6 separate regions of the Mus musculus genome follow, and regions 2, 3, 4, 5 and 6 are each linked to region 1. A link is a contact called in public ChIA-PET, HiChIP or PLAC-seq and promoter capture Hi-C data. All regions are on one chromosome and are shown on one strand. Each heading gives the region's core, a stretch centred on a gene start, on an enhancer-like site or on the middle of the called end of the contact. The rest is flanking DNA. Distances are from core to core; before and after follow the strand shown. Region 1 holds the start of 4930413G21Rik (RIKEN cDNA 4930413G21 gene). Region 2 holds the start of Dctn5 (dynactin 5). Region 3 has its middle 7.2 kb from the start of Gm29903. Region 4 overlaps Prkcb (protein kinase C, beta). Region 5 overlaps Prkcb (protein kinase C, beta). Region 6 overlaps Prkcb (protein kinase C, beta).

What was found. Promoter capture Hi-C pulls out the DNA fragments that hold promoters and counts their contacts. ChIA-PET counts read pairs in DNA pulled down with a chosen protein or histone mark. HiChIP or PLAC-seq counts read pairs in DNA pulled down with a chosen protein or histone mark.
Region 2: a promoter capture Hi-C map of pre-B cells shows a contact between it and region 1, with 5 times the contacts expected there. The contact joins the promoter of Dctn5 here to the promoter of 4930413G21Rik in region 1. A contact is called at or near these places in 13 of 39 promoter capture datasets (the 3T3-L1 cell line, the C10 cell line, the HPC-7 cell line and 9 more), 10 of 484 Hi-C or Micro-C datasets (B cells, CD4 T cells, CD8 T cells and 4 more), 23 of 115 datasets of contacts at active chromatin or transcription factors (the 230-238 cell line, effector CD8 T cells, embryonic forebrain and 14 more) and 4 of 9 other capture datasets (adipose tissue, embryonic stem cells, liver and 1 more).
Region 3: a contact with region 1 is called in an H3K4me3 HiChIP or PLAC-seq map of the 230-238 cell line, with 9 times the contacts expected there. The contact joins the enhancer-like site here to the promoter of 4930413G21Rik in region 1. A contact is called at or near these places in 5 of 39 promoter capture datasets (the C10 cell line, embryonic stem cells, hippocampal neurons and 1 more), 1 of 484 Hi-C or Micro-C datasets (bone marrow-derived macrophages), 16 of 115 datasets of contacts at active chromatin or transcription factors (the 230-238 cell line, T-cell acute lymphoblastic leukemia, astrocytes and 10 more) and 2 of 9 other capture datasets (adipose tissue and liver).
Region 4: an RNA polymerase II ChIA-PET map of memory CD8 T cells shows a contact between it and region 1, with 5 read pairs. The contact joins the enhancer-like site here to the promoter of 4930413G21Rik in region 1. A contact is called at or near these places in 3 of 39 promoter capture datasets (the C10 cell line, hippocampal neurons and pre-B cells) and 8 of 115 datasets of contacts at active chromatin or transcription factors (the 230-238 cell line, astrocytes, bone marrow-derived macrophages and 5 more).
Region 5: an RNA polymerase II ChIA-PET map of effector CD8 T cells shows a contact between it and region 1, with 14 read pairs. The contact joins the enhancer-like site here to the promoter of 4930413G21Rik in region 1. A contact is called at or near these places in 10 of 115 datasets of contacts at active chromatin or transcription factors (the 230-238 cell line, acute myeloid leukemia, astrocytes and 7 more).
Region 6: a contact with region 1 is called in an RNA polymerase II ChIA-PET map of memory CD8 T cells, with 23 read pairs. The contact joins the enhancer-like site here to the promoter of 4930413G21Rik in region 1. A contact is called at or near these places in 13 of 39 promoter capture datasets (the 3T3-L1 cell line, the C10 cell line, cranial neural crest and 7 more), 25 of 115 datasets of contacts at active chromatin or transcription factors (the 230-238 cell line, DN3 thymocytes, bone marrow-derived macrophages and 17 more) and 3 of 9 other capture datasets (adipose tissue, liver and pancreatic islet).

Annotation. Positions count from the first base shown.
Region 1 is chr7:122,968,733-122,973,064 of GRCm38.p6, forward strand. It overlaps 4930413G21Rik (RIKEN cDNA 4930413G21 gene), which reads right to left and starts at 1,727. Exons shown (of 1, transcript NR_045614.1): 1 at 326-1,727. Rbbp6 (retinoblastoma binding protein 6, ubiquitin ligase) reads left to right here and starts at 1,832. Exons shown (of 18, transcript NM_011247.2): 1 at 1,832-2,395. The coding sequence starts at 2,230.
Region 2 is chr7:122,130,710-122,135,041 of GRCm38.p6, forward strand. It overlaps Dctn5 (dynactin 5), which reads left to right and starts at 2,332. Exons shown (of 6, transcript NM_021608.3): 1 at 2,332-2,472; 2 at 3,460-3,528. The coding sequence starts at 2,425. It overlaps Palb2 (partner and localizer of BRCA2), which reads right to left and starts at 2,237. Exons shown (of 13, transcript NM_001081238.2): 1 at 2,011-2,237. The coding sequence starts at 2,058.
Region 3 is chr7:122,249,328-122,253,659 of GRCm38.p6, forward strand. No RefSeq gene overlaps it. Among named protein-coding and RNA genes, the nearest start is that of Gm29903, 7.2 kb to the left of the region's middle. Within about 2 kb of position 2,539, at least 73 of the 459 cell types and tissues checked have an H3K27ac peak or open chromatin away from gene starts, as enhancers often do. A contact at or near this core is called in the 230-238 cell line, T-cell acute lymphoblastic leukemia, bone marrow-derived macrophages and 3 more, where this site is marked.
Region 4 is chr7:122,388,156-122,392,487 of GRCm38.p6, forward strand. The region is part of intron 2 of Prkcb (protein kinase C, beta); the gene reads left to right. Among named protein-coding and RNA genes, the nearest start is that of Gm51497, 94 kb to the left of the region's middle. Within about 2 kb of position 2,151, at least 109 of the 459 cell types and tissues checked have an H3K27ac peak or open chromatin away from gene starts, as enhancers often do. A contact at or near this core is called in the 230-238 cell line and memory CD8 T cells, where this site is marked.
Region 5 is chr7:122,412,514-122,416,845 of GRCm38.p6, forward strand. The region is part of intron 2 of Prkcb (protein kinase C, beta); the gene reads left to right. Among named protein-coding and RNA genes, the nearest start is that of Gm51497, 120 kb to the left of the region's middle. Within about 2 kb of position 1,843, at least 54 of the 459 cell types and tissues checked have an H3K27ac peak or open chromatin away from gene starts, as enhancers often do. A contact at or near this core is called in acute myeloid leukemia, bone marrow-derived macrophages, effector CD8 T cells and 1 more, where this site is marked.
Region 6 is chr7:122,449,014-122,453,345 of GRCm38.p6, forward strand. The region is part of intron 3 of Prkcb (protein kinase C, beta); the gene reads left to right. Among named protein-coding and RNA genes, the nearest start is that of Gm51497, 150 kb to the left of the region's middle. Within about 2 kb of position 2,433, at least 4 of the 459 cell types and tissues checked have an H3K27ac peak or open chromatin away from gene starts, as enhancers often do. A contact at or near this core is called in memory CD8 T cells, where this site is marked.

The sequences.
Region 1 (4,332 bases), core at 477-2,976:
AAACCCTGTCTGGAAAAACCAAAAACCAAAACCAAACAAGAAAATTAATAATAAAAAAAAAAACAACAGAAGAACAAACAGGTATATTCCTTGCAGTTAAGAAGAAAATAAAGGCCAAAATCGATGACTATCTTAATAAGATGGCCTTAGGAAGGCGTTTCTGACAAGATGATTGACTTAAACCAAGTCAGAATCTGGGGCGTTAGCATTCAGGAAGTTTCTGAAAACTCTGCCACCTCTTGGATGTATGATTTTGTTCTCAGTTGCTGAACTTCCTTGAGCCTAGCCTGTAAAATTCAGAGGCTGGACATTGGACACTGTAAATGATAGTAATTGTACAGTTTTAATTTTTATTATTTATGAATTTATAAATGCAATATGTCCCGTATGCCACAAGAGAAAAAGAATGCCAACCCTCCTAAGGGACTTTGTAATTTAAAATGGAATGAGGACCCTGCAACCCAGCAAGCATTCCCTTCTTTGAAAACTCGAAAAATGCACGGCTGTTGGCTTTAGGTTTCTATCTTATAAATTGGAGATATTTTTTTGCTGTTGTTTATTTGACATTTATTAGGCCCCCTGTATTGAGGCACAGATATGCCAGGCATGGTCTTAAATATTGAAATATACTCATGGATTTAATTCTTTATTCTCTGACAGCGTCTTTGGGAGAACGGAGTTACTTCCGACCTAGGAGACTGGGCTCCAGAATTTGCAAACATCAGCGGTCAACGCGGTGCCTAGTACAAGGTAAGAGTCGGACACAGCTCTTAAGATGCTGCTGGTGGTGATGATGGTCCATTCTCACCAGCAGCTTTGGAAGAGCTCAGGGTATACAGTCTGTTAGGAGAGGAGTTGGTGAGCAGCCATCACAGTGATGAGACTCGTGCGTGGGTGGAATTCGCGGTTCACCCCCTCCGCACTTTGGGGCCTCCGCCGCTTAAGCGCCCCTTCCAGACCCGCCCGGTGGGACGGTCCGCCTCCCCCTCTCTGCGGACCCACGTAGTTTCTCCTGTTCTCCGCGTAGCCTCAGGTTCCACGCCGCAAGTCACAAAGCGCCGGGTCACGTGGGCGGGCCGGTGCGCTTTGTGACGCAGACGGCCCCGCCCCCGGCCCGCCTATCGGCGCACGCCCAAGCCCCGCCTCGCGTGCGCCGCCCGTGCAGTCCCTGCTTAAGAGACCCCGGAGTGGGGGCGCTCGCCCGAAGCCAGGCCGCGTCCGCCATAGTGCCTGGCGCGGAGGTGTCGTCGGCGCAGGGTGCGGGCCGGAGAGCGCCCGGGGTTGGGGGGGCAGAACAAAAAAAAAATAATAATAATAAAGAGGGAATCCAGCGACGCCCTCGCCGCCGCCCGACCGTTTCCGGGCTTCCCGACGCGGTCGTGGGCTCAGAGGCGACAGGAGCGGGAGCAGCGCGAGGAGCAGCAAGAGGAAGAGTCGGGCAGCCTCGGTGGTGTCCCCGGGGCCAACGAAGCCGCCTTCCGGGGCCCGGGGTGGTGAGGAAGGGCCTCGCGGCCTAGCTGGGCCCCGCACCGGCTTTGTGTCAGGCGGCGGCGGGGGGGAGGCGGAGCCGAACCGGGCGGCCGCTGGAAGGCCTCTCCTCCGCCGACCGCGCGATCTCGGCCTAGGCCGCGGGCCGCTCGTGGCCTCCGGGGAGCAGGCGCCAGGGTGTGTGTGCGGTGGGGGCCTGGGCCTGGGGACGCCGACGCCGGTCGTCCGGAAGCCGGGAGGAGGCGAGAGGCCGCTCGTGGACTCCGGGCCTAGGCCCTCTCCCCGCAACCTTCTCCCGGGGCCTGGGTCACCCCCATCCACGGAGAGAGACTAGCCGGGAGGTGCGGCCGCTATGGACCCCTGACCCCGCGGGGTCATTCGGACTCTAACGTGTGGACTGACCGCTACTGACTGCACCGCCTGCCCCCGTCTCCTGCCGGCCCTTAGCATGAGCGAGTGGGACCCAGCCGGGTGACATTGTGCCGGTTGGCGGATCCTCGATTGCCCCCTTTCCTGTCTTGCTCCTCCCTCATGAAGCGATTCTGAGTACGGGGGGTTCCGGATTATTGTTCTCACGGACCCCCGCTTGTGGTTGGGGGGGTATTTAATCTGAGGCCTTAGGGTCCTTCGTTGTCTTTTGAGTGTTTTGTGTGTGTACATATTTTGCTCTTAAGTTTATAAATATACATATATTGAGAGTGTCCACGTCTCCTCGCTGAACCTTAGGAATCTTTTGCCACAATGTCCTGTGTGCACTATAAATTTTCCTCTAAACTCAACTACGACACCGTCACTTTTGATGGGCTCCATATCTCCCTCTGCGATTTAAAGAAGCAGATTATGGGGAGAGAAAAGCTGAAAGCTGCCGATAGCGATCTGCAGATCACCAACGCACAGACGAAAGAAGGTAAGAGGCACACGGGCCGCAGATATTTATTGGGGGGAGGGGGGGGCGTCAAGGTTGGTATTTTAAGTTTCTTGTTTCAGGCTTGAACTCCATTCTTACCCGTTGTCATACACAGAGTTTCATTGATAGCCAAGGATTGCAGCACCCGACCTTGGAGTTTAACTGGCCTTCTGAATGCTGGGATCTGTCTTACCTAGCAGGCTGGTTTTCAAAATGGGGCCCCACCTCCTCCTTAATTAAAGTTTTTTAAACAGTGGGATTGGGTTGAAAAGAGAAAAGGGTTGCTACCTGAGTCTGTTGGGTGTTTGCCTTGTGGCCTTTCCCTAACTTGTTTTTCCATCAGGAGAGGAAAGCCTGTGTAAGGTTTCCTATTGGTTAAAGCAGCAGTAGATATAACTTGTTGGCTAATCTAGCAGCGTTTTGAAGCTGATAGCAATTGTCCACTGGCCTTTTATTTATTTATACGGGGTTGCTTGTAGAAAAGGTATTTTTGAGGATTTAGTTAGTGCTGGAATTGGTTTTGTATTTAAAAAAATGTTCTGAGGTGAACACTCTGAGGTGTAATTCCAGAATTAGTGATATTTACTCAAAAGTTATATTCTGTAGCCCAGACTGGCCTCCAACCCCAACAACCCCTTTTGAGCTTCCCAAGTGTGGGGAATGCAGGTGTTAGACCACACTTAACTGTTAAGCAGTTCAGAAAAGTTTCAAAGTGCAAGGCCCTGGGCTCTTCATCCGACACCACCAAAATATATGTGTGTGTGTTTTTCTAAAAAGAATGCTACCATGTGTGAATGTAAGTAAGCCACTGGTTATAAAATTTGAGCTCTTCATTTTAAAAGTAATTGGGTCTAGGTCCCATCTGTCTGTCTGTCTCTCTGATAGTTTCTCTGTGTAGTCCTGACTGCCCTGGAACTCGGATCCACCTGCTTCTGCCTCTCTAGTGCTGGGATTAAAGGTGTTGCGCCACCTTGAACTCGGATCTCTTGCCTCTGCCTTTGAGTGCTGAAATCAAAGGGGTGCACCACCACCCCTGAAAACATCATAGTACTGGGACTTGCTGCCTTTGAGTGCTGAAATCAAAGGGGTGCACCACCACCCCTGAAAACATCATAGTACTGGGACTTGAATGGTGGCAATGTCACAGTCTTCTCTGACTCTAAACTTGTTTTGCTTTCTTTTTCTCAGGGTAGTAATGCTCATGGGATGGGCTCTGTTAGACTTCTAACATTCATTGATAGTGTGAGAAGAGAGTTCTAAATGGAGTTGTTTTATTTATGTTATGGTCTTAATTTTTGGCCTTCTCTACTTAGATCAGGCTAGCCTCTGACTCAGATCAGCTTGCCTCTGACTCACAGATCAGCTTGCCTCTGCCTCCTGAGTGCTGGTATCAAAGACATGTTCCACCAAGCTAAATTTGATAAAAGGTGTGGGATAGGGTTTTTGGTGAGGTTTTGGGGTGTGGTCTCATCGCTATAGTCTGTAGTGTGGTAGGTCAACTAAATCTTGTCAGGTAGAAGACCAGTTTTTCATTTGTAGTACAGACATGCAAATTATAATACTAATATTGTCCGCCGGGCGGCGGTGGTGGTGGTGGTGGTGGTGGTGGTGGCGGCGGCAGCAGCAGCGCATGCCTTTAATCCCAGCACTTGGGAGGCAGAGGCAAGCGGATTTCTGAGTTGGAGGCCAGCCTAGTCTACAAAGTGAGTTCCAGGACAGCCAGGGCTACACAGAGAAACCCTGTCTCAGAAAAAAAGAAAAAGAAAAAAAAAAGAATATTGTCTGTTTTCCTTAAGTACCATTTTGATAATTGTATTTTTTGGTAATTTTACTTAGGAAGCGGAAAAGTTGCTTATGATATAAGCAGCTAAGAAATAAACCTTAAGTCCACCAAAGGCAGCCCTTAGTGTTAAAGTTTACTTTATAAAACACATGGC
Region 2 (4,332 bases), core at 1,082-3,581, 840 kb before region 1:
TGTTCCCTTAGCAGAAGTGCCCCCCTTGTCTTTCCACCATTTAGGACCCCTATATTCATCCTTTAGACATAGTAAGTCCAAGACTAGCTTGCGATACGAGATCCTTTTTTTCTTTTCTTTTTTTTTTTTTTGGTTTTTTGAGACAAGGTTTCTCTGTAGCCCTGGCTGTTCTGGAACTCACTTTGTAGACCAGGCTGGCCCCGAACTCAGAAATCCGCCTGCCTCTGCCTCCCGAGTTCTGGGATTAAAGGCGCGTGCCACCATGCCTGGCTAAGAGATCCTTTCTTAAGAACAACTCCACAAACCAAAAGCATCAAAAAAGCTACAATGAAAGTTACTAAAAGGTCCTTCTTTTCTGCTGGGTGCAGGCTGACTGCTGTTGAAATGGGCAAGTTCATGAAACCCAGGAAAGTGGTGCTAGTCCTAGCTGGACAATACTCTGGATGCAAAACCGTATCATGAAGAACACTGATTGATGATGGCACCTCAGACCGCCCTTACAGCCATGCCCTAGTGGCTAGAATTGACTGCTATCCCCCAAAAGAGACAGCTGCCACAGGCTAGAAGAAAATTGCCAAGCAATCCAAGATAAAGTCCTCTGTGAAAGTTTATAACTATAACCACCTCATGCCCACAAGGGAGTCTGGATATCCCCTTGGGCAAAACTGTTGTCAACAAGGATGCATTCAGAGACCCAGCTTTGAAACACAAGGCCAGGCAGGAAGCCAATGTCAAGTGTGAGGAGTGATACAAGACAGGGAAGTGCAAGTGGGTTTTCCAGAGGCTTCACTTTTAGGTATGTTTTTGTTTTGGTCATTAAAAATTAAGAAAAAAAGTTACTAACAACTTAAACTTTTCTTAAGCACTTTCCCCACCTCATTCCCCAGCACTTTTGTGGGACTCCAGCACTTCTGTGCTAAAGTCACTTTAGTCCCCATCCATTCTCAGACACATAATAATAAAAATGGCAGATACTTTCATAATGTGCTTCAGTTAGTCCTAGGGAATTTTGTGACTTTAATGTCCAATGACTCAATTAGCACTCACAATAACCCTAACAAATAGATTCTATTATATAATCATCCTCCTTTGAGATATGCAAACTGAACAGAGAATAAGCAGTTCCTCCAGGATGCTGCCATTTATAACTGCTCCATTTAACACCCCCCCCACACACACAGAGGTTTCATATCATATATATTTTGATTCATAATAGCAGCAAACTGCAGTTATTAAGTAGCAACCAAATTATGGTCATGGGCCACCACAACATGAGTAATTCTGATCTTAACCTGTTATCTTGTCCTCAATCTTATCAGTAAGTAGGAGTTATCTTGTTTATTTGTAAATGATCTTTACCACCCTTAGAAGGTAAGACAGGATAGGAAGACAAATTAATGTGAATTCTAATTTTGCACAGAAAGCACAAGAACATGGAAGTAATATTTAAGTCTTGCAGGAGAATAATATTCTGAGCCTGAAAGAAATGAGAGCTCCTTCTAACTACTACACTAAATTTGTATGCACACACACAACACCTGTTCATTATATGTAATATTTATATTATTTTCTTCCCCTCATCTTGTTCCAACGTGGGTCTTAAACATGGAGAACACCAGCTGCAGAACCAACCAGAGTACACGTTATAACCATCCCCTTCTCCAATGTAAACCTATTTTGGAGGTCAAGCCCTAACAGACAAACACGAAAATGTATATATATAAGGCTGTTGACGTGACGTGAAAGATTTATGTGACGGGGCCGGAGTGGAGTGGGAGAGAAGAGGGCCTCTAGGTTTACCTATATGTAGTTTTACACCTAATATTTATGCAGTGCCACTAGAAGATGGGTTTGGCTCGTCTGCATTTTAAGCTTCGCCACCCGAGCAGCGCGCTCGTCTCAGTGACTTCTCGTGGAGGCTGTAGGTAGGAGGACACTGCCTCGGATACAGGAACTAGGTTTGAAAACCCAGCCTAAAGCCCTGGGTCACCCTTCCCGCAACCCGGGCACCTTTTCCTTCTCCGCATAGCTGAGGGGCTTCCCGGAAAGCTCTTCCATCGGGTTGGAAGCCGAACGCAAGGAGCAGCCGTCTCCAGCCTCGGGCCTGTGGTCACGGGGACCCAGCCAGGGCTTCCTAGGGCCAAGAGGAACCCCTGGGAAGAACGGGGACCTAGTTCACCCCCACTATGTTCCTGCCGAGCCACACAGGTTCCGCGCGCTAGCCGCTCTGGCCAATTAAAACCTCTGTTCGCTCTGCGCACGCGCAGCTGGAGACTGCCGAGCGATCGAGCAGGCTTGACTAGAGGAGAGTCGAATGAGAGTCCAGGGCGGGGATAGCGGAAGTGGCCGATCAACCGGAAGTAGCTGGAATCACCGTCTGCCTGAGCTACTGACAGGATCCTGAGGTTCAGAGAGGGGGAAGCCATGGAGTTGGGCGAACTGCTGTACAACAAGTCGGAGTACATCGAGACGGTGCGCGTGTGGCGACCCTGCCGCCGCTGGCAGTCACGGGACCCTCGAGGACTGGACGGTCGCCCCTCCCGTCCCGGCTGCACTGGTTCCCGTTCCCTCAGTCCCTTCCTTGGATGACTTAGAGATGCTTCGTGTTTCATCTGATTGTTATTTAGTCGGTGCATGCATGCATTAGGCTCTCTTCTCCTTCATCTCGTGTGTGTGGGTGTGCTGTGTAGCGGGGGAGGAAAGTGTGGATGTGGGAGAGTTTCTATGCATATATATCTATGTGTGTGCATATACACACGCCTGAGTTTCCTGTTAAATAATGTCTTCCAGAGGAATACACAGTACAGCCTATTCATTCTGTATATAAATTACATTTTCAGACTCCGGGCCCTTTTTAAAAATAATATTTCACAGTCTGCTTACGTGCTAAGACGTTATTGTTTCTATTCGTCAACTCATAATACAACATATGTAAACTGCCCCCGTTAGGGTTACTATCATTATTTTTTCTGTGTGTCTGTGATCATGGAAAAGTAATTTTCCTCACTGAAGGCTATGAAACCGTAATATGGAAGTGGGGTCTGAATGCACATCAGTCATTAGACCGCTCATTAGATACCGATCCTGAATTCATTTCTTGAGCTCTCAGTTCCTGATCTACCCTTGCTCTTTTGATAGATTGGATTCAGTTCCTGAGTGCTCTTATCACGGAGCCGTGCCCACAGCCTTCCCCCCCCCCCCCCAGTGCATTCCTTCTCCAGTTTGTTTTTGTTTGTTTGTTTGGTGATGGAGTCTCACTTCATAGTTTAGTCTAACCCCAAATTCACAGTCACCCCACCCAGAGCTGGGACAGTAGGGGTGCAGTATACATTCAGGCCTCATTCATTTTTAGACTGCCCTTCATTTGAAGTAATTTTCTCCTCAATGTGAGCTTTCATGATGGAAACTGTAGTCCAGAAATCCTCTGTTTTTTCACTCCAGATTTCTGTTTGCTTTTAGGCATCTGGGAACAAAGTTAGTCGCCAGTCTGTTTTGTGTGGAAGCCAGAACATCGTCCTCAATGGCAAGGTAAAGGGCACAGGCAGCTTCAGGAGGTTACCCTTATGCCTTCAGCTAGTCACTGTATCAGCAGGGTATATGGGATAGTGCTGTCTCCAATTTGTCATTTCCAGTTCTCTCTCTTTGTTTTTGTTTTTTTAAACATTTATTTATTTTATGTATATATGAACACATTGTCACTGTCTTCAGACACACCAGAAGAGGGCATTAGATCCCATTACAGATGGTTTTGAGCCACCATGTGGTTGCTGGGAATTGAACTCAGACCTCTGAAAGAGCAGCCAGTGCTCTTAACCGCTGAGCCATCTCTCTAACCCCTCTTTCTTTGTTTTCATTTTTTTCTCCAAATTAGATTTATTGAATGCACAAAGACGATCAGGGAGGAGAAGCCAAAAAAATTAGAGAGCGGCCCATTAGATGGGGAATAAAGAAGCTTTAAGGAAGAGGGTGGGGAGGGCAGTAACACGTGAAATATAACAGGAGAGAGCACAGGAGACACAGGGCAGCTAGACAGAGGGAGAAGAGAGGGGAGGAATTTCTTCTAAACAGAACGTGAACACTTCTGTCATTTTCTTCAGTATTTTATTTAAATAGGATTTACATTGCATTAAATATTATGAGTAAGAACATGGTGGTGGTGGAGGGAAGGGCCAGAAATCTTTTATGTCTGAACAGAATGCAGTGGCAGATTGTTCTCTGTGCTGTATTGTGCCTAGGACTACTAGACACAAAACTCATGAAGAGGCAGTATCTTAAGTACTTTAAAACAGAATTCAGGGACATGGACTTAACTGGTATTTTTTACACGTGTTT
Region 3 (4,332 bases), core at 1,289-3,788, 720 kb before region 1:
TTTTCAGCGAGTACAGCCTACGTCTCCTGGCAATCTGTTCCTGGTTTTTTCTTTGGCTTTCCTTCATATACTTGGCCAAAGATTTAGCATCTTCTGTAGCCTCCTCCTCATTTTTCATACTGTGTCATTTCTTCAGGGCAATACCTCTGCATTTGTGTTGCAGGACACATGGAGTGACACCAGGGTGAATCTTGGATGCTTCCGTCCTGGGGTTTATCTTCTGTGTTTACGGGCCTTCTGACAACATACTGGTGGGCACCATCTTCTTCAGACATCGAAAGACTTTCAGATTCTGCTAGCTCTTCTCAGCACCAATTGCCAAGGCACAATACTATCTGTCAGTCCAGGAATAGCCACCCCCACCGCTTTTTATAGAATAACCAAGCTGAGAACACTCAGATTGGCACCCACAATGCATCCTCAGACAGACTCTCTCTCCAGCATTCCTCGGGCTAGAACAAGAACGTCCCTGACTCAGCAGCAGGCGCCCTTTGCCGTCAAGCACCTTGCTCGATGGGAAAACCTTGTGTATAGTTCCTACCACTGATCTGGACCACATGACCATTCTATCTTCACCCAGAGCTTCAGCGGCTATTTCTGTGGCCAGGGCTTCTCACAGAAAGCGCACAGCTTACACTCATTGTCCACTTTAAAGAGTTTCTGAAGTAGGTGGCAAGGAAAGAGATATTCAGCTTCATTTTGACACTGCCGACCTCCTAGTGAAAGAGACTGTCATTTCATCATAACAAGCACTGATTGTGTCTGGTTTGTTTGTATCAACTTGATTGACACACTTGGGACACAAGGAACACCCTATCTAAGTTGTTTATTCAGATCTTTGAGGATGACATGAGCAAGCGGTTTGTATTTCTGCTTTTAATCCATGTCTTTCAAGCATGTCACATGACAGTATTAATGAATGAGAGTGTGATTTAATGTCTTCTAAGCAAATCTATTAGTAAATCATTTATTAAATCAAACCTGTAGCTTTGAGTTTCTTCTACATTAATTGAAGAGTGGTAGATAGTATTGCCTTGCAGTCAGGCTACCTTTGGATCAGCCAATGAGAAGAGAGATGGAAGAATATCTAGAAAAAGAAGTTACTTTAGTTTTGAAAATCAAATTATTGTGGTTTCAGGACTTGTCGCTTTAATCCAAATGGAGGAGCTTTACAAAAATGATGTGGTTATGGTTAATAAGGTGTTTTATTAGCTGCTGGCAAACACCTATACCCAAGCTACGCAACTTAGCTTAATGGAGGAAATGTTTATTTTGGCTTATGATTTTAGAATTTCAGTCCATTGTAATAGGAAGGCATGGTTGCCATGGGAGCATAAAGAGGAAGCAGTTCATATTCCTGAGGACCAGGAAGCGGAGAGAGTGGTGAACCCAGGGTCTAGACTCTAACTTTCATGGGCTAGGCTCTAGTGGCTTAGCTCTTCCAGCTAGGCCACATCTCCTGAAGATTCCATAATCTCACAAAGCAGAGCCACTATGTGGGGACCAGATGTTCAAATCAGGAACCAGTGGTGCACAGTCTAATTCACAGTTACCGGTATCAACCAAGTATGATACGTTTCATCTTAGTGCACGTTGGCTTTCTAATCCCAGCCTTTAAATGACGTCTAATGAGCAGGTGGATCCTTATCCAATAATAGGGTATTGTACTGCTTAGAAAACAGGAATTGGAGACAAAGAGACAGGCACAGAGGGATGAAGAGATGCAGAGAGAAGGCAGATCCTGTGAAGGCAGAGGACTGGAGCAATACATTCACGACCAAGAGAAGGTTGCTTAGATGTCTTGAGGCTACAGAGAGGGAAGGAAGGGCTCCTCTATGGGCATTGGAAGGAATATGGCCCAGTGAGTGCTTCAGACAGTTTCCTTCCAGAACTGAAAGATTATATACTTTGGTGGGTTTTAAATTTTTATTTATTTTAAATTACGTGTGTGGGCGTGTAGATGCTCTCAGAGGCTAGAGGTGCCAACTACCCTGGAGCTAGAGTCAGGTGGTTGTGAGCCACCTGTCACGGATGAGTTTAGGTTCTCCGGAAGAGCAATACATGCTCTTAACCACAAAGCCAACCCTACAACCCCTGCCTTTGTTTTTAAAGCGATTCTATCTGTGGCCCTTAAAGCAGCCCTCGGAAGTCTGCGCGTGTGCTAGAGCGTCAAGGACAGGTAGCAGGCCTGGAACTTGGCCTGAGGTAGGTGAGCTATTAAGGCAAAGCCCGCAACAAAATAGCTAGAAACAATCTAACAAGGCAAGCAAGGGCTGCCTCAGAAGAGGCCTGAAGTCGTTTTCTCCTTGTAGTTTCGGGTGGCTTCCACCAGGGGGCAGAGCGGGACTTCTGTGCACAAAATAGGAAAAGAATCTCAAGACAAACTGTCGGCAGGTTAATTCCCCAAGCTAAAACCACCCTTCAAATACCACTCCATCCCCACCCCACCTTATACTACCTCCAATACTCTCAAACACCACTACCACCTGAAACCATCCCCCAAACATCTCCACCTCCACTCCACCTTCATAGCATCCCACTCACACCCGGCAAACGTCACCGCCACCACCTCTCCTCCCGCTAGGGGGAGAAGAGAGGCAAGAGACTTCCCGATTGCTTAAGGAAAAGAGAACTAGGCCCTCAGAGCTAAGGCAGTCTGATCTCCAGTTCCCCGCACTCTGTCGTGGATAATATCGGAGACAGGCCACCTGCCTTTCCTTCAATCAGACCTTGAATCCATTCTCAAGTATTCTGATGGAGAACAATTAACGTTTGCATCATAGGAGTACAGAGATGACTGCCCAGAAACCCATGTTTTCCTGCAACTGCTTCAACAGCAGACAGGCTAGTGCCCCACCCCCTTGACCATAGTGGACCTCAGGGTTTTGACAGGAGGGGCCGGAAACATAGACTGGAAGGAGCATGTGAGCCCCTTCAACTGCTGCCTTTGTGCAGATTCACAGTCGTTCAGTCCCTTTGGATTTTTTACTGTACCCTAGAACCCACACCATAGTCATTCTTCTAACACCTGCTCTTTAGGCTAGTTAGAGTAAGTTTTTATGATTTGCAAAAACCACAGAATTTAAAAAAACCCAGAACTAGTATGAATTATGATGTCTGTGGATAGAGATCTACTAAATGCATTACTTCAAGTCATATAGGCAAATTTCAAAAAAGGAAAAATAACAAAGTGTGTGGGCATGGTGGTGCACACCTGTCATCCTGGCATTCGGGCAGCTGAGGTAGGGAAATCGGGAGCTTAAGTCCAGCCTGGGCTATGCAGAAAGACTCTGTCTTAAAAATAAAGCAAAACATAAAAGTCAAACAAACAAACCCAAAGCACACAACCGCCACCCCCCTCCCACCACCACTGGGACTATTAGAAGTCAGAAAAAGGCTAACTGTGTGCAGATTCTCAGCAAACATTTCCTGGCTGGCTACCATCATTAGTAATAATACCCAGTAAAATTGATGTAGGGATAAGGGAGAGGTCGGTAGTGAGGCCTCTGCCTCTCTACATGGCAATGGAGACAAAGTGCTTTCAAATGGCTAAGGGCAGGCAGTGAGGTGCAGTCCTACTGTGTGGAGTTACACTCTGACGGCCAGTTAAAGCCAAGAATGTTTTCTTCAGAGCGTCAGGGTGCTCACTTCAGAGACCTGTTTGCAAAGGTCCAGGCAGCACAGCAAGTGGGCCTGAAGTTCAGATGGGCCAGTTGCTGGGCAGGATGCGCACCTGACTAGTGGGAGGTGCTGTTTTCTGATGTACAAGTAGTTGCTCACAGCCTACCTGAGCATCCGCTGTCCGTCTGGTAGGAGAAAATAGTTCCTCATTATGGTTTTAATTTACATTGCCTTAATTGTGTGTGGGATGGAGCTTTCTCTTGTGTCTATAAGCTGTATTTCCTTTCCTGAGAGTCGCCTTCCCAGTATCCTTTGCATCACAGCTCCTTAAACTGCCCATCATGTGGGGGGCCTCCAGGATAATTTGGCAACAGTGAATGGTTTTTGAATGTGCATTGACCAAAAGGCAGTCCAAAGTTATACACGTAAGGAATGGATGTGCCTCTGGCAGCACCATCTTGAGACTTTGAGACTTTGCTGCAGCCTTGAGTCTGAGCACACCCCACACCACTTTGCACTGCCTGTGTCCTCAGGCCACCCAGAGCCAGTGAATGAGAAGGGTGCAATTGACTATCTGCAGAAATTTTTGCTGTAAATACCCATTTTCTGCTCTTAGAAAAACACAGTGAGTCAATTACACAAAACAAAGAGGTATTTTCCTACTGTCATTTCCCCAGCAAGGGACAAATCTGCATACATTTGGATTGCTTT
Region 4 (4,332 bases), core at 901-3,400, 580 kb before region 1:
TGTTGGTCTTGCTAGGGGAAGCAGATGTGGGTGGAGAATGTAGGTGGCACACCCACCCACGGTCCCCTAAGCCCAGAAGTAGCCCATTGTCCCTGATTACAAGGACCCTGTTCTGAGATGTCTGGGCCACTGAAGCCCTCAGCTCTGCCTCTGCTTACCCCACTTCTGGTCCTTCTGAGAGCTGACTTTCCAGGACCGGGCCTGCTAGATGCCAAGGCACACTGTTCAGAACAGGAAAACAAGGAGGAAGGATTGAACTCAGGATTGACCTCAAGCACTGAGGTCAAATCTCAGCACTGCTGCTGACCAGCTCACAAGTACTTTGACCTCTGAGCTCCTCTGTTAACAGAGGCTGAGGCCTGTGGAGAGAGACATTAGCAGGTAGCAGGTCTTGGTTCAGTGTCAGGCTTTTACCTAAATACATGTTGCTGTCCTCCCCTGCCACCGTTGGACAGAATAGAAGGGGCCTCTTGTGTCTGTGAACACTTGGGGGTGGGGCTGCTTCTTTCCAGGTTCATCTTAGCACAACCACCTCTTTGCTCTGCACCTTGTGTCTCCTCTCTCCATCTGCTTCTGCTGTCCTCTCCGTGACTGATGATCACACATGGCCCTGCCCTTTATGTGAGGGGCAGGAGTGTTCCGGCATCCCTTGCTTGCCTCTGGGAAGAGAAAGAAGGGAGAACCAGAATCAGGGGTGCACTCTGGTTTCCCTCTCTTGCCTTGCCGCTGGCTCCCACAACTATTAACCTACTTCAGTCATCCCCAGGACCCCTGAAGAGTCATAGGGAAAGGTGTTGGAGCAATAAAACTTCTTGGGGAGGTCAGACATGCAGATGAGTTCTTCCCCATGTGACTCAGTTCTAGAGATACTTGCTGTGTGACTATGAGGCACTGGGTACACAGAAGACAGGTGAGCAAGAGTAACAGAGTGTCCATTCCCTCACATCCACCGTGCTGCTGGGACCGTGCTGCCCCAGCCTTCATGCACTCATCGCACCCACAGCTGCCAATGCTGGGCGTGCTCTTTCCCATCTGTATCAATCTGATAGGGGAACTGTAGCTTCATTTGCATTTCTGGGATATTCATGAGGTTGGACTGATCTCCATGGCCCTTGGCTATTTATATTTCTTTCCCTATGCATTTTTTTTAAACAGTGCTCTGTCATTTCTCTGTGGTCTGTCTTGTTCTTATTGATTGGTCACTATGTAGATTCTAGATACAACTCTGCCACTGTCCTGGTACTGATTTCCTTAGCCTGGCTTCTGCCTTTCCCTTCTGCTATTGAATTATTTTATCTTACAGAAATTTCACATTTAAAAAACATTTGGATGCTGCCGTCTCTAGATAGCTTCTGGATTCTTTCCTGGTCCTCCCTCCATCTCCTCTATCACACTATCACACCGATTGGTGGTGGTCTGTTCTCATTCCTCCTCTGTTGAAGTGGGAGAAACTTTAATGCAGGGTCTGTATTTTGTTCTTCTCTCTCTTCAGGGACGAATACAAGGTTACACAGAGAGTTTCTGCTTGAATGAGCTTTAAAAAAATTTTTTTTTCTTCCTGGTAAACACAGGCTTTGTGCCTGAATGAGGGAGTGAATGAAAAAGCCAAGTCCTGCCTTCCCTGCAGAGATGGGGTCTGCCGTGGAGATGTGAGTTAGGCGATGAATCAGAGTTCTCTCCGTGACATTTCCAAAGCCCTGGGCAGAGAAGCCTCCCTCACCCCATTGGGGCCTCCTCCTCTCCAGGCAGGCTCTGTGGGTCTCACTCGGCTCTGCTGCTGATCCAACTCGTGTGTGTGCCTCTGTGTGTGTGTATGTGTGGTGTGTGGTATGTGTGTGTGTATGGTGTGTGTGTGGTGTGTGTCTGTGTGTATGGTGTGTGTGTGTGCCTGTGTGTGTGTGTGGTGTGTGTGTGTATGGTGTGAGTGTGTGTGGTGTGTGTCTGTGTGTATGGTGTGTGTGTGTGCCTGTGTGTGTGTGTGGTGTGTGTCTGTGTGTATGGTGTGTGTGTGTGTGTGTGTCTGTGTGTGTGATGGGTGCTGAATAGAGAGGGAAGGAAGACAGATCTTCTAAATGTATCACACTTGCTGCTGAGAGCGTGGAGTGACTGGAAAGGGGGGTTCAGTAGCACTGGGGCACCCTTGTGAGCTGGGCTTCCTGAGAGCCCTTTATCTGTGGTCACATGATGCTCTTGCCTGCCCACAAGCTTGCTGGTGTCCCTGCTGCTGAAGGCACATCTGTTCTGTTCCCAGGGGCTTGGCTTCACCATTGCCGTTGTTTCCAAAGCGGTGGAGTGTGCCAGTTAGATTGTTAGACCCAAATAATCTGCAATGTGTGAAGAAATAGTAAATATTTACTGTACCTTTTGTAGAACAGGTTATTGCCATGGAAATGCTCTGTACACGGTTCTGGATGCTGCGGGGAACTGGCTGGGGAGCCAGGGGGAGTGTTTGGATCTGATGCTGTCTGCATTGGCAGGTTGAGGAGTGATTAGTGAAACTGGGTGGGCTTGGAACCCTTGCTGTCTAGTCCACCTCGGCTGGGAGTCCTCTTATGCATTGTCTTCCATGTGCAGACCCCAGAGTTGAGCCATCCTGCAGACTTTATTGCATCTAATTGTCTGTCACACCAGGCCTACAAGGTACTGTTATCCTCTATTTTACTGAAGCAAAGAGAGACCGAGCAACCTGTGGGAGGATACACAGCACCAGCTGGCAGAACCCTGTGGCTGGGACTCTCCTGAGGTTGAGCTGTTTCACCCACCATGATTTTACTCAAGAGAAAACCAACCAGCTGCCTGCTGGGGTTTTCTTTATTCTTCAGATTGATTTTAATACTGGCCAACGTTTAGAAACCATAGACAACGTCCAGCCTCCTCTGAATATGCACATGGTCTGGCTCCCTTGAGGGAGGGGTGCCCTTTCCTAGTGGCTGCCCTCATCAGCTGCCTACTTGGCATGGGGATACCACCGTGTATCCCCATGTTTCAGTGAGGAAAAGCACCAGACATCATCTCCAGGGGCTCACTGAATAAACTGATAATTATCTGTTGAGTGTTCCTCATTTGGTTGGAATCACATTTAATTTAGCTATTGTTTTCGTGTGTCCCTTAGAGCTTTTGAAATTCTTTACAATCTTCTGTGGTGTTGGGGAACTTTTAGGTGGGTGAGGGAAGATGATCATGAGAAGGCAGTTACAGCAAGGGGTGTAATATATCACTACTGCATTCATTCATTCACTCAGTCACTCACTCATTCATTCAACACACTCATTGCACATTGGGTGCTAGAGATGCAATACTGTATAGTAAGACAGTCTGTGCTGCAGGGTGTATGGGTGGCGGGAAGTAAAGCAGTAATGGATAAATGCTACAAATTGACTAAGAGAATGTGTCTAAGTCTTGCACATAAGGAATGAATGCAATGCCTGGGAAGACCACTGGGGGCGAGTTTTATGCCGATGGTCTCTGTGCTAGTTGTATATAAAAGGAAACTTGGTTAATCTTACAGAAAGGTCCCCTTTTCAGAAAGGGCAGTTGGTTTCCAGGCTCTATGTACTTCCTGGTCTATTCAATACCCCAGGAGGCATAGTATATCAAAGCCAATGGCTAGTCTTTTATTCTAGGGAATAAGCTTGCTAGCTCCATTGAGAGTTGGGTCCATCTGGGAGGTGACTGGAGGAGTGAAGGAGCTTGGGATCTGGGGATTTTGAGCACCACTGTGGCAGGGGTGCCAAAGCCAGAACACCCCAGCCTAACCCAGCTGCCCTTCTTACTCTGTGGCATTTGAATTGTTTCTTAATTGCTCCATACCTTCGTTTTCTCATCTGTAAGTTGGAAATAAAACACCTCTACCACATAATTATTGTAAATGAGTTGGTACCAGGCATTTAGGAAAGTGCCAGGCACTGGAGGAAGGTAAGCAGGTAGAGACTGTCGGCTACTACATGAGAGTGACGGTTGTTGTATGGTATCTGCCAGCCTTGCTTGGGAATGGATGCTCTCATCAAGTCCAACAGTACCTCCCCTGGGCCATATTTGTGACTTCTAGTCTTTTCTGTCTAGTTATGTCTATCCATTACTCTTGCCAAGGTATTCAATTCATTATTCAATGCCTGTGGGCCTCACTCTGACCCTGTCTCCGACAGGGCTTTCTGGGTTTGGGCATTCAGATTCAAGGGATACAGGTTGTGAGATGCGTTCTCTGGAGAGCTTTACCTCTGATCATGGACTTGATCCTGACACTTAATGGAAGACATGGTGCAGGTTCCCAGTGCTCCACTGTTGGGTAAGACAAATAAGATACAGACTCTGGTAGGTCTGCCTTGGTGCCTG
Region 5 (4,332 bases), core at 593-3,092, 560 kb before region 1:
CCCTCCTTTCCTCTACCTTTCCCCCTCCCTCACTCCTTTCCCCCACTCTGTGCACACACACACACACACACACACACACACACACACACACGCACGTGAGCATTTGATAATAAACATGACAGATATATAAGTTCTTCCTTAGCAGCTGAGCAACTTGACTAGCAAATACTCCTCTTAGTAGTTCCAGCAGAAGTGTCAGTGCTGATTCTCATCAGAAGGCTCGAGTGACTTGTCCATCCCTAAATCCACACGGTAGCCTAGGACCTACATTCAGTGTTTGAGCCAGAGGATGAGGGGAGCCTTTGATAACACACACAAATTATGGGTGTGTGGGGGGGGGTGATTCCTCAGAAAAGAGTGGGGGATAGATGCTGGTCAGGCAGAAGCAAGAGATGTCTGTCATACTTTGATTTGGCTTCTCGTGGTCTAAGGGCACTATGACGAATGAGCAAAGGCATGCTAGTGTTCCTTGTAGGCATTGGCATCTTCAAGGTGTGAACAACAAATAGAGGACATAGCCAAGAACAACCTCCACGTGTTACCCTGGTCCTCCTGGGTCTGACTCCTCCAGAGTTCTTAAAAGCAGAGGGAGGATGTGGGAGAAGTTTCTTTCCCTGTATTTATTTATTCTGGGGCCTTTACTGAGGCCCATTCCTTACCTCCTGTGGGCCAAGTCACTCTGTAAAGGAGCACTTTGCAATTGCTCTCAACTGGAGGGTGATTGCCCCTTCTTCTGTCTTCCCTCCTTAGGGCATGGTTCCGATAAGCAATTTTCTGTCTCTTCTTCCTTCCTTACCAAGGAAGGAATCCTTGACATTTTAGGAATGCCTTATGTGATTGGGTAGCCTACCCATATGATGGGGTAAGGTGCAGCTGTGGAAACAGAATGGGGCTGTTGTCTCCGTAGCGAAGAGGAACAGGCTCTTGGATGTGCTCACTTGGGAACAAGCAGGTGGTGGAGGCATGTGCTGAGGCGTGATGCTCAACTCTCCAAGTGCTTCCGAATTGCTTAGGGAGCTTTCTCAATGCACCAACGCCTGCCCTCACCTCTCACCAATTCCACTAAACCAGAATCTTAGGGACTGAACACTTTTATAAACAGCTCCCTGGAGGGGGGGGGGGTTAGAGTGTGAAGCCATGCTGAAAACCAGGCAATGATATCCTACAGGTAAAACATCAAGGATATAGATAAAAAAAAGAAAAAAGGAAATAGGAATGTTTCTTAGACAACACACAGATATCCTGGGAATAGCTGAGGATTGGTTTCAGGAATGCCCTTGGATTCCCCAAATATTCCAGTAGTTAAGATTCATTTGCAGATGGCTTAGTGTTGGCTTGAAATCGACCCTCACCCTCCTGAATTGTGTAGATATCTCAAGATTGCTTTTAACGCCCAGTGCAATGGAAATCCTATGCAGATAGTTTTTATGGTGCATCATTTAGGGAGTAACGTCAGGAGGCAAGTTTGTACAAGTTCAGGACAGATGCAGACTTTTCCTCCCAAATATTTTTGATAGTTGGCTGATGGAATCGTCAGATATAGAACCCTTGCATATGGAGGGTTGATTGTACACATATAGACCTACATATGGACTCCCATATGCAGAGGATGTTTTTGCAAGATCTAGGGTTTATCCAAGGATTGTATAAGGAGCTGCAAAGAAGAGTTTCTTCCGGAAATGACACAAAACAGTGGTTTTTGAATTGGCAGTGTTCAAGTTTTTAAGCCGCAAGCGGAGCGCACTCTTTTCAACAAAATACTCGCTGCATATGGAGAAGTTGCCAAACAGGGCTCTGAAAGACCTCTGAACTTCCGTGGCGTATAAGGTGAGGGCACTTCCTGCCCTTACAAACTCACACACAGCACCAAGCGCCCACAGCCTCAGCTGCAACCTCTTGACTCAGCTGTGATGCTGGGTTTCTGGGTGTGAAGGTAACCAAATGAGCCAACTTGTTGAATCATTCATCATCCATCCATCCATTCATTCATGCTTTTTTAAAATTAAGGATTGTACGATCCAATTACTCCTCGTCACAGCCACATGGCCTTCTTCCTGTCCCCTGCTTGGGCGCTGTTTGCTTCAGCAACATATTGCCTGAGGTGGAAATGCTTGAACTAGAATAAGCAGCAAAGGCAGAGTCTGTAAGCTGGTGGCATGCAAACACATTAATCCTAATGCATTTGCTTCCATGACGCTTAGCAAACGTCCTCTCTGGCATCCGCGTTCATGAACCCAGAGCCACCCTTGTGTGCAGCCAAGTGTCCTTTGGAAAGACCTGTATTCTTCAGTTCAGCCCAGTCTGGCTGAGTCCCAGGCTGACTTCACTTAGCCAGCAGGCCTGGCCTTTGCAAACATCTGAGCTTGCAACTCCTGCATCAAGGTAGTAAGATGAGCAAACCATCACCTGCCCCACCGGAATGTCGAGTGAATTGTTTTTAGATAATGTGCTGGTTCTATTCCAGTCTGGCCTATAGTCTGCTGCTTAAAGGGCAGGTTCCTCTGCCCACTTTTTCATCTGTGGACTGCGTGTGGTAGGCTGTTGGTGCAGATACGTTGATGGAACAAACATGCATAATAGAGGACCTATGCAATCTGTAATAACATGTGTCTGTCACTGGCCTGACAGGAAGGGAAGGCAGCAGGGCAAGAGGAGAAAAGAGCTAAGCTGCACAGTAATTACACTACGGATGGGAGCCCAGCTTAAGACGTGTACTTTATCCCCTAGGCTGTTTCTATCCACGGAGACGTATACAGTAACAACTACACCTTACATCTATATTAGCCCAATACAAGAACTCCTAGCCACAAGAGTTGTTAAGCACTAGAAATGTAGTTAGCAAGAATGATGAACAGATTTTAAGTTTTATTTAACTGTCTTAGATTTTTATAGTCCCCTGCCCCGCCCCGCCCCACCCCACCCCTTTGGAGTTAGCTGCCACCATGGTGGATGACATAACTTTAGACCACAGGCAGCGAGTGGATGGTCAGAGCAGGAAAGTGATACCATGGCTGGGTCACCCAGAGAGTGAGTTTTCTACAAGTGTGTAGGCTGCGAGGAGTGGGAGGAAGTGTGTGGGAGTGCAATCGACAACACTTGACCTTTATTAGGAAGTGACTGTGTCCATACACTGAGTCAGGATGAACTCAGCGAATCCTCATCACAGCTCTGTTATAAAAGGTAGACTTATCACCCGAAGTTTACACGCCAGATTGTTGGTACAGAGCAACCGTAATAAGCATCTGCAAGGTCACAGAGCTGATAAGTCATGGTACCTGGTCCAGACCATTTGGCTACAGAGCTTGTGTTCTGAACACGCCCACCTCCACCCCACCCCACCCCCAATTCTGGAAGAAAGTAAATGAATCTCTCTTAAGAGAATATTTTATTCTGTCCCCTGCTGCTTCACATTCACACATGACATCTCATTTAGATTTCTTGACAATTATGTGGCATCGCAGTCCTATCTCTTCTACGGTTATGGAAACTTTGGCTCACAGAGATGAGATATCAAGACAGGCTGATGAGGCTCTGGGGAGCCCAGCCGAGGCTTTATTACCGAGCCGCCCTCTCTGAGTTACTGAGGGCAGCTAAGGGGGAGCCAGGGGGGAACGCGCAGGAGGAGCTGCTGCAAAGGATGTTGTGCAGGAAGAATCAGTGGGCTTCAGCAAGTGACTGAATGGCGGGGGTGAGTGGAGCGGGGAAGGAGCTCTCCTGGAACAGAGCGATGAATGATAGACACACGTGTGCCTGCACCAGTGGGGGGTGTGGGCTCCCGAGGAGGGCAGGCCGAGTTTCCAATAGAGTATCACCAACCACTAGCTGAATGACCTTGGGCAAAGGGCCTGTGGTTGTCAGCCTCCCTGGGGATAGAATGGAGATCCTTCTCCGGGCTGTCATTGGGCACAGGTTCGAAAACCTGTCTCTCTCTCTCTCTCTCTCTCTCTCTCTCTCTCTCTCTCTCTCTCTTTCTCTCTCTCTTCCCCTCCCTCTTCCTCCCTCTCTCCTTCCCTCTCTTTTACCCTCTTTCCTTCCCCCTCCCCCAGACAGACGAGACAGACAGACATCTTGCTATGTATCCCAGGCTCACCTCAAGTTAGAAATCCTCCTGCTTCAGCCTTCCAGGCACTGGGATTCTAGTTATCACATATGACTCCTGAGTCTTTCTTAATGCCACGAGGCCAGGTAGCGGGAGAAGGTGGACCAGGCTGTTGTATTTCAGCTGGGGAGGGAGGAATCCTACTTTATCTTGGGCTCTAGAGTTCATCTCTGACCTAGAAGGAAAGGACCATCCTTCTCAGACAAAACCAAGATCATCCAGTCAAGCAGAAC
Region 6 (4,332 bases), core at 1,183-3,682, 520 kb before region 1:
ATGAACATGAGGGAGAGAAATATGGCAACAGCGTTGTGAGAACACAATTCTTTGGGGTGGAAGAGGAAACTCTAGGGATGCTGGACAGCAAGGGCGTGCAGCAGTTTCAAGCATTGACATTGTGTCTGGGAGGAATTTTGGGAAGGAAGAGGAACTGTGTTCACACCCAAAGGACTGTGGGGTGAAGAAGGGTGTTACCTTGCAGATATCACAGAACTGGAGTCTGCAGGGACAATTACAAGAGGAGAAGAGAGAAACAGGCACAGTGGACCACAGTGGGGAGTCACAGGGACTTCGGAGAATGGGGAAGCTCACCCTGCAAGGCAGCTGCACATAGAAAATGTGTGTCCACTGTAGTCACAACCTGTGATTTGTTTTTTTTTTTTTAATGGCATCAGGAAGTGCACTCATTGTATCTTACACATTAGAACTTTTAAGGGGCACAACTTCTCTGAGCTGGCTAAGAGGCACCATAGGAGTAGTTATAGCTGGTGTGCAGGTGGGAGATGGCCTGCCTGTCCTAGACCATGACCTCTGTTAGCATAGAGAGGAGGTGGGACAAGGATTAGTCAGGTTAGAGGCATTCAATGGGGCCTGGGAGATGGGGAGAGTAGAGCAGAGAGGAAAGTTGTGTCTTTGGATGAGATCAGAGACAACTGTAGGTTGAGTTTGACTTCTAAGCTGTATGGCAGGTGTATTGGTCAGGGTTTTCTAAAGGAACAGGACTGATAGAATGAATACACATATGAATATGAGTATATGAGAATAAATTATATATGAATATAAATCTTATACATGAATATATGTGATTCATATGACATGCGTGATTTATACTCATGTCTATATGACGAGTTAGAGTAGCTAGCAGGCTGTGGGCCAGGTAGTCCAGCAATGGCTTTGGTACACTAGAAAGTAGTTACTCAGTCTATGGGGCTGATTGGCTTGGCAGTTCCAATTTGTCACCGAAGGCCTGGAGGATTCCCAGAGAACTGCTGGCCTCCGGTCTACATTGGAATCTCAAAGAAGTCGGTTCTAATATCCGTGAAGGAATGCCACAGCAGCAGGATAGATGAGATTGCCTGTGGGAGTGGGAGTGTCAAGCAGGCAAAAGGCAAAGTTTCCTCCTTACAGATCTTCTATCTGGGCTGCCACCAGAAGGTGTGCCCTGGTTGAGGGTGGCTCACTCTTTTTCAAAAAAAATTTGATTAAGAAAATCTCTCATAGGTGTGCCTAGCAGCTTGGAGTTTTGTTGATTTCAGGTGCAGCCAAGTTGACAACCAAGATGACCCATCACAGCAGGCCTGGCCCAACTTAGGAGTCTAGGCTGGGAAGGGAATGTAGGTGTGGTTTAAGATACTTAAATCAATATGTCTGTTTCACTGTCACTCATACCGAATACAGGGCAGCTTGAAGGAGGAAAGAAAGATATTTGGCTCACAGTTTCAGCGCATTCAGCCAGTGCTCTCTTTGCACTGGTCTAGGAATGTGTGGAAGATGAGAACTGTTCACTGCATGGTGGACAGGAAGCAGAGAGGATGTGTCAGGAAAGGACAGGGAAAGATGCATCTAAGAACACACCCTTAGGGATCTACTCTTCCAGCTAGTCCTCATCTCCTAAACTTTCTACCGCCAGCAGCTGGGATCATGCAGTCAGGACCCAGGCCTATGGGGGACATTTTGGACTCACACTGTAGCAGCAGGGCTGACACTGGACCTGGTTCCACCAGCACACCCATGCCTGTGGTAAAAATACTGGCATACTTTTAAACCAGTTGGTAAACAGCCATTGACCCTCTGAGGCACTGCCTCCTTCTCCCAGGTAGCCATACTTGCTTCTCCGTGGTCAAAAGCTTCAGAGTTTACGCCCAACCCCAGCGCCTGCTGATTGGCCCACTTAGTTCATTCTGATTGGTCAGTAGGAGGAGCCTGTGCCAAAACCCAATGTAGTTATCTTGACTCTCACTCCTGGTGACAGGGAAAATTCCTTCTTGGGCTGGCTGAAGCATGAATAGAAACTTTTAGGGGCCCCAAGAAGCAATGTAACATGCCTCTGAGGGACTGGAACCAAGATTGCCAACCCCAGGATCACGTGACCTCTGTTTCCCTCTCTCTCCTCCCCTCACTTTTGGAGACCACTTGAACCAGCTTAGAGCTACATATGTCCTGGCCTCTACCTGCTTCTAAGCTGGTCAGCAGACTTGAAACTTCAGCCGGCTTTTCTCACCAGCTGTGTCTCAGGGTGTAGACATCTCAAACTGAAAGAATGGCTGCTTATATTGGCTCATATTACAGTATTGAACTTGCTTAGGTCTGGACAGATGTCTTGGAAGGTTCTCCTTAATGATTAAATCAAGTACCCCAAGCCTGTGAGTGTAGTTTTGTGCCAAGCGGTGTCATGTGACAGGAAGGAAGGAGATAGAGCTGATCAGAAGATGTCACAGCTTGTCTGGACAATCTGGTGGTGGTGGTGGTGATGGGTGGGTGGGTGGGTGGGTGGAGCTGATCCTTCAAAGTGAATCCTGGTAGAAGTGAAGGCAAGAGATTGAGATCAGAGGTGTCCCCGAACCTTCAAAGAGACCATAAAGGGTCTGGTGTGATGGCAGATATCACCACTTGCTGACAAGTCTGGTAATTTGAATTCATCCCTGGAACCCACATGGTGGGTGGAGAAAACAATGCCCTCCCCAGAAAAGTTTTCCTCTGAGACACTCACACACACACACACACACACACACACACACACACAGACAAAATGATTCTTTAAAGCCATGGAGAGGGCTAGGGTAGCTCAATTGGAAGAATGTTTGCCTAACATGTGTGATGCTCTGGGCTCCATCTCCAGCATCACAGAAACCAGACATGTTAGGCCATGCCTGTGATCCCAGCCCTTGGAAGATGAAGACAGGAGGATCAGAAACCCGTTGATCATCCCTGGCTACGTAGTAAATGTGAGGCCAGCCTCAGCTCTATAAACCCTGTCTCAGAAAGAAAAGAAACCACGATGAAGTGAGCTACATTCTACCCATTGGCTCCTGTGCCCCGTCTGGCTGTAATTCATCAGGCACAAGGCTTTGCAGGTCATTTTCCTGAAGTAGCACATGCGTGGCTGCAGGGTATGGAGGTTGACAGTGATGACTGCAGCCTGGCCACTGCCATGGCAACCCATCCACCTCTTGCTATGTGCCAACCATTAGACACAACGCTTTGCTCGTGGAAGCCGGGACGTCCTGGGCAAACCACTTTATCAATTAGTCCCCCAGTCACTACGATGGGGGTAGCAAATGGCACACATCTCTAGTGACGAGGGTCAAGCAAATCAGCATGTGATAAGTCCCCGAGAGTCCTTGCTGGCACACGTCGTGCTCAATAAATGCTAACTCTCAAAGACTAAACATTTATTGAACACCTTGTACATGTCAAGTATAATACATGCCTTGGGGATACGGTTAGGGGTTGTGAGAAATCCCCCCCCCCCCCCGTGTTGCTTGCAGCTAAGCGTGGGTGAAATGCAATTTAAACACGCAATTACAATTCGGAGATTGAAATACTGTGTTGGAGAGATTTGGGAGGGCAGAGCAGATTTTTCCCCTCTCTCTCTGCAATTAGAATGTGGCTTTCGTGACAGTGGGTATTCTGTCCTTGTTTGATGCTGATTCCTAAATCCCTAGAGACAACCAGGCCCGTGGTAAAACTTGTCAGGTAGACGAATGAATGGATGAAAAGTGCTGTGTTAGCTTTATCTGAATGGTGAAGTGTTAAGGGATTGAACTTGGGGACTGAGGAGAGGAAGGAGAGCGGTGTGGTGTGGACCCCATCTTTGCAAGAGGCCACCTAGCTGACTTAGAAGGTACTAAGGGACTGGGGAGATCGCTTAGTCAGCAAAGTGCTTCCCGTTCATATGAGAGGACTTGAAACTGATTCCCAGCAAAAGCTGAGACCGGCAGTGTCTGCCTGTGATTTCCTAGCCGGGGAGGTGAGAGGGAGGAGATCCTTGGGCTTGTTGGTCAAATGAAGAAGCATCAGGCTCAGCGAGAAGCTGTTTAGTTTGCTTTTTATCAATGTAATAAAGACCATGACCAAAAGTAGCGTGAAGGGGAGGGTTTATTCCACATTGGAGGTTACAGTCGATCATCAAGGGAAGTCAGGGCAGGAACTCACTACAGGAACCTGGAGGCAGGAATGGAAACAGAGGCCATAGAGGAGTGCTGTGTACTGACTTGATCCACAGGGCTAGCTCAGCCTACTTTTTATATATCTCAGGACTACCTGCTTAGGGGTGGTACTTCCCACAGTAAGCTGGATCCTCTCCCATCAATCACAAATCAAGAAAAC